2 separate regions of the Oryzias latipes genome follow, and region 2 is linked to region 1. Evidence: chromatin contacts called from public Hi-C data. All regions are on one chromosome and are shown on one strand. Each heading gives the region's core, a stretch centred on a gene start, on an enhancer-like site or on the middle of the called end of the contact. The rest is flanking DNA. Distances are from core to core; before and after follow the strand shown.

Region 1 (2,815 bases), core at 106-2,605:
GGGCAAGACACTTCACCCTCCCTGCCTCCAGTGTGGCTCCCCTGGTGTGTGAATGTGTATGAATGTGCTGATGATGGTCAGAGGGGCCGTAGGCGCAAACTGGCAGCCACACCTCTGTCATTCTGCTCCAGGGCAGCTTAGGCTACATTTGTAGTTACCATCACCAAAATCAAATAAATCTAATCTGTTAATATTATTATTGATTCATGCATATTTAACGTAGTTTATAAGCAATTATGACGTAAATCTTATGCAATTGCGCGTGATTTTTGCAAGATGCATACCCAAATTTATGGCTTTTCACAACTGTTCTACGTATGTCTAACGGACTTTTCTCGCATTGACAAACAGATAAAAACAGTTTCCTTAGAGATTTGTAAAAATTAATCCTAAATTATAAATGACAGCACAGATAAAAGTATGAATTTAATAATAGAAACAAAAAGGTTTTCAATTATAAAGTGCATTCAAATCCATATGACCCATCCAGCTGTTCTGCAGTTTCTGTGAACTCATCAGCTTTCAGCAGCTTTCATTAGGTGAGAAACTCGCTGAATGCTGTCACTGAAGATGTTTTTTATTTTTGGTGATTACTTCACCAGGCCTTGCCAGAGCAGCTCATGTGTGGATGGGTGGTGGTATGTGCCAAAGCAGTGAGTCGTAGCGACTGTGTAAAAAGCTTTACAGAGCATCAGCTCCGGTTGTAAACAGCTTCAGTGTGTTAACTTGGTTTGTAACAAACTGCCTTAACTAGGCTTTTTACGGCAATGTGAAAGCCCTGCTGTCTGCAGGTGGCACTTAAACTTTCACTCAACTTTCCTCTCTGCCGACTCTCTTTCACTTATGGTTAGCCTTTCCTAACAGTTGATCCGCTCAGTTCAGCACATGAAACAAGCTAGGCTCCATCTATCATCCAGCTGCTGCTGCCATCCGTAATCTCACCAAACCTTTGTCACACTCACCTTAATGCCTGTAATAACAACTCTGCGGGAAATGGCAACAACAATTCTCTGAGACGTACTTAAAGAGATCATGGGCTTCTCTCTGAGGGTGTAGCCTGTTGTTCAAACTGTGAGATCTCTGCTGTGCCCATGAGAAAACTGGGAGCCCGTGCAAACAGCCTGGTTCTCATGCAGCGTTCGCAAAGGAAGCATGGTTTCAGGATGCACGGCCGTAAAAATGGAGCATGTTGTTTGGATGAGATTTTGTTTGTGTGTAGGAGGCCTCATCTGCAGGAGCTCAGGGGTTTGGAGAATTAATGAAAAATAAACACAGAGTCTTTATGTTGACTCAGGGAGAAGTGATCCACAGGTTATTACTGCACTCCTCTTTCTCCTACTCTCCCATGGCTCTTGGAGGAGTTTATGTAAGCCAAACCCGTGCACATACACACACACACGCATGTACACACACCAACAGACATTTGGCCTCCAGGGCAATGGATGTCAGATGCTGCTGTCATATCTCATTTACACCTTTTGCTTTATGATTGAAATCGATAAACTGTGAGTTTTTGACATTGGCGCTCTTTTTTTTCACCAAAGAAAAGAGTTAAGTCACAACTTTTTTAGGAGTCATAAAAAGCTGCAAATAATGTGCATTTATTATATAACTTCTAGAAAAAAGCTAATTTATGGTAAAACTCTAAAAATGTAAAAAAGAATCTACCTTTATAAATTCCAAATTGGTATAGATGAAATGAAAAAAGTAACTTATATGAGGTATCATTGTCAAAAAACTTAAAGAAAAACTAAAGAAACTCCCACTCTCGACAAATTTCACTGAAAACAGTTTTATCACAAAAGAGCAGTCCCACCCGATGTTGAAGAGATTCCCTCAGACTCGGGGAACAGAACGAGCTCGTGGCGCCATCTAGTGTCTGGATCAGTTATGTGAACACAAGAAATCTGACATCTCGCGACAAAAATGGCTGAAGTTGTTCCTCGGTCAAGGCTAAGGACTTACAGGTAAAACACTGAAGAAACGGCAACATTCATTAACTTCTCTCATCTTTGTATCTAAATTAGGAGGATATGCTTGGAACCTGGAGGTTATTATATTTAGTTTCTCTAAAATTAGGTGACATTCACAGTTTCTGACTCTAAAATAAACTTTTAAAATTGACCGAATAAAGCAGGGGTCTGCAACCTGAGGGTCAGGAGCCACATGCGGCTGTTTTTCCCCTCCATTGTGACACTTTGGGTTTGAAGAAAAGTGCAAACAGTTAGAGTTAATAGTGGTTTCTTATTTGATTTTCAATAAGAACAAATTAATGCACACAATTTGTTCTTCTGCACCACTGTGTCTAGTTGGCTTTCAGTTCAGAGGCAAAGTTAGTTTCAAAGCATTTTTGCATTTACATGTATAGACTTCAAAAAATGTATTCCACAACAATGTTGTTATGTTTATGTTCAGTAGTAAAGTAGTATTGATTGATGCAATGCTTGACTTGGTTTTCTTGGATTTTCCGTTTCAATCAATTCATTTTAAGTGAATGAAAAACCAGATTTAAAAATATAAAAAAATAACTCGAAAGTACACACTATGAGCTTAAAGAAATTATTACAAATTTGAAAGTAAAAATTATTTTAAAAATTGAGCAATATATATTTTAAACTCAAAAGAAATGTTAAAAATGAGGGGGAAAAAAGTGAATTTGAAATTTGAACTAAAAAAAACTATAAACCTAAATCTGTGACCAAATGTTTTTTGGTCTAAATGTTTAGTTGTAACAGCTGCTGTTTTGTATTTTCAACTATTGTTTTTTCTTTTCATTTCTCTCTCTCTTTGCTTTCAGTTCCCAACTTATAGTAGA
Region 2 (3,064 bases), core at 304-2,803, 57 kb after region 1:
TGATTGTCACATTGTTTTCCTTTATATTCCAGGTTCCAGTTGAACAGAAAAAGTAAAACATGGCGAGACTCCTTCCTGGTGGAAAGAGGGTGTGTTTTATTGACTGACCTTTTAAAAGACAGGTTCTCATTCCAGGCATTGTTTTCTCTCCACATCAATCTCTTTGTCGGTGTCTTTTTCTTTCTGGGCTATCAGGAAGCCTCCACACAAGAGAACTGATGGGAAGGAAATGGCCCAAGAAGAGAACTTCCTACCAAAGTACCAGAGGGTCAAGGATTTGTGTCAGAAAGCGGAGTACCAGAGCTCCTGCCAGCAGCCAGGACAGGTATTTGGCCTGCAAGAGTTAAAGAAAGAGAGGTTATTAAAAATTCATGGGAACAAAAGAGAGTAAAGCCAAATCTGGGGATCATTTAGAACTCAGTAAAATATGCAGGTACTGCACTCTTGAGGTTCATTTTAACTTTCTGTTTTCTTACTTTTTCTAGTTGGTGTGCACATTTGAAAAGAATGTATAGCTTGTTGGAAACCTGTGAATTATGAATTCTGGATTAGAGCTGTCATACCAGTGGTTCTCAACACCACCACAAGATGAAAATCAGTTTTTGGTGATTTTAACATGTTCTTGTGGCATTTTTCTGATGTTTGAGGAGATATATACAAAATTAAGCTTAAAAATGCATTTCTGAGTATTGCTTTAATCAAATTGCTGTGAATCAGGCTTGTAGTTGTTATGTACAAACTACAACACTGTGCCACAAGCTCCCTGCTCCACTCCATTCCGATGCATCCACTTGTAGATGACTGGATCCATGTGGGTCATCATTTTCCTCGTCTGATCTGATATCTGTCTCAAATGGTGGTCACCATTTTTGGGTTTGTAATGTTAGGTTGGAGTGTAAGGGGCTGTAAGCTAGTGGGAGATTGTGTAAACAGATGGGTGACGGGAAGTGGGGGTGGGCTTTCTCCGCACCAACAGTCCTGCCAACAACTTAGAGGCAAATTTTTAATGGACTGCTGCAGCTTTACAAAAACTATTTTCAATATGGCTAAAAACGGCATAAGCATAGTTAAAAGACCACTGGGAATGCTTTTACAATAGATCAAAAGATTATTTGAGTGGAGCTCAAAGCACAGATATTTCTGAATAATTTTCTTGAGAGAAATGTTTAATCTTATTAAGTCTGAAACCATTTTCTGTTTTGCTTTAGAAATGGCAGTGTGTGGAGGACCCGACTGGCAAACTGAGGCTTTATAAGTGCAAGGGCATGGCAGGACTCTTTGCCCCCCGCATGCAGGCTCTGATGGCCAGCAGTGCCTCCCAGCTGTCTCTCACAATCAGCTCTGACGGATGTTCCTGTGGTGACATCAGCTTCAAGACATCCATCCTGAAAAAGAAAGGGCTGCTCAACAAAAAGAGTAAGTTCTTCTTTAGACACAGAATCAAAGAGTGACTCGGTGGGACCATAAACATTTTGCAGCTTGGTGTCAACTAATGGCTCTGGGAGTAAGCGGGAGTAAAGCTTTTGCGGTGGTGGGAGTAAGGCTTGGGGGGGGGGGGGTCAACAGGGTGATTGGGTCACTGTTAAACAAAGTAGCCACAGTGAGAAAGAAGTTGTTCTTGTAGTGGGGGTCCTGATCCAATTAGACTGAGTTTTACACTGCATGTCCAGGATGGGAGGGGGTCGGTTGATGTCCTGCCTGCATGTCTCCTGATCTGAAAGACGGACGGGCTGCATGAGGGATGAGAGACTGCAGCCATTCACCTTCTCTGCAGAGCTGATGACAGACTGCAGCTTGGTCTTGTTCCTGGCAGTTGCTACAGAAACCAAAATGTATTAAAAGTTGTGTGGATGGGTTGGATGATGGTCATGTAAAAGGTCACTGCTCCTCCCTCCAATGCTGTCATTCCTGTTGATATCAATAGATGTGGATGTTTCTGTTTGTTATTTCACAAAAACACAAATTCTTTGAAACAGCCTAGTTGGCAGCTGCAAAATGGGCCACTCTCATCTTATAACCACATTTAAGACAAACAGCACAGACCAGTGCTGCCATCAAGTGGACAGCAAGCGCAAATGCACACGTCTATAATGATTGAATATTGAAAGCAACAAAGACAAAAATTTATGCAAAATGTAAAAGTAATGCATAGAGTATTCACATGTGTAATTCACAAAGCATTGCTCCTCTGTCCTTTTAATCAGAGATGAAATCCATCAAGACTTTGTCAAGGAAGCGATCTGCCCGCTCTGCTCTGTATGAGCTGGGTGGAGATTTGTATGCAGTTGATCTTAAAGAGACCTACCGACCCGGTGGGCTCAGGAACAGCAGCTGGACCAGAAACAGGTGGAGAATAGCAGGGAATGAAGACGACCCTGAAGAAATCAGCGGAAATGGAATTGCGGCCAAACCCACAAGCAGCAACAGTCTCACACCACCTGCTGGCCTCAAAGTCACCCACAGGTGTGTGAGCAGGATGCGTGTGTACATGTTTCTGCTAGTGAAACGAACTGAATGGAAACAATTTAGCCTACGAGTGGATTTGCATTTGGAGATGTGACCATTTGCATGCTGGGACAAAAGCCCTACCAGACTGAGAAAACTCAAGTTACACAGACCTGCTGTTTCTTCTTTTGCCCAGTTAGTTTTGTTTTGTGTTTGGCTTTCACACAGTAAAAACAATGAAATCTTGTGGGGATATTTAGAAATTTAAAAGCAGAGAAAGAATTGACTGAGTGAAACTGCGTGATGCCAAAGATTGTCTGTACTGGACTGTGAATTATTCCTTTTTCACTTGGTCTGTGCTAAGAAACTGCTATCATCTAGCAGGACGGATAATGGACTTCTTTTCTTACAGAAGACACAATTTATGCTATCAAGCATAAAAAAGCCAAGACATAATTTTGAGGATGCAAGAGAAAAAAAAGTCCATTCATTATTTTGTTTTATGCTTGTTTTTGTCAATGTTCAGTAACATGTGTGATGAGGTCAAAATTACTTCTTTATTAATCACTTGAGAGGATCTAGATAAGTATTTACTGTCTTCAAAATCAGGTTCCATACA

What was found. Hi-C and Micro-C count contacts between places; a contact is called where the count stands out from the background.
Region 2: a contact with region 1 is called in a Hi-C map of embryo, with 2.1 times the contacts expected there. The contact joins two enhancer-like sites. A contact is called at or near these places in 4 of 5 Hi-C or Micro-C datasets (embryo, fibroblasts and gastrula embryo).

What each region holds. Positions count from the first base shown.
Region 1 is chr5:26,049,841-26,052,655 of ASM223467v1, forward strand. No RefSeq gene overlaps it. Among protein-coding and RNA genes, the nearest start is that of LOC101162832, 19 kb to the right of the region's middle. Within about 2 kb of position 1,356, at least 2 of the 8 cell types and tissues checked have an H3K27ac peak or open chromatin away from gene starts, as enhancers often do. A contact at or near this core is called in embryo, where this site is marked.
Region 2 is chr5:26,106,803-26,109,866 of ASM223467v1, forward strand. It overlaps LOC101162832 (extracellular sulfatase Sulf-2), which reads left to right. Exons shown (of 21, transcript XM_011475383.3): 10 at 33-89; 11 at 196-325; 12 at 1,209-1,416; 13 at 2,205-2,463. Among protein-coding and RNA genes, the nearest start is that of LOC101156731, 5.1 kb to the right of the region's middle. Within about 2 kb of position 1,554, at least 1 of the 8 cell types and tissues checked has an H3K27ac peak or open chromatin away from gene starts, as enhancers often do. A contact at or near this core is called in embryo, where this site is marked.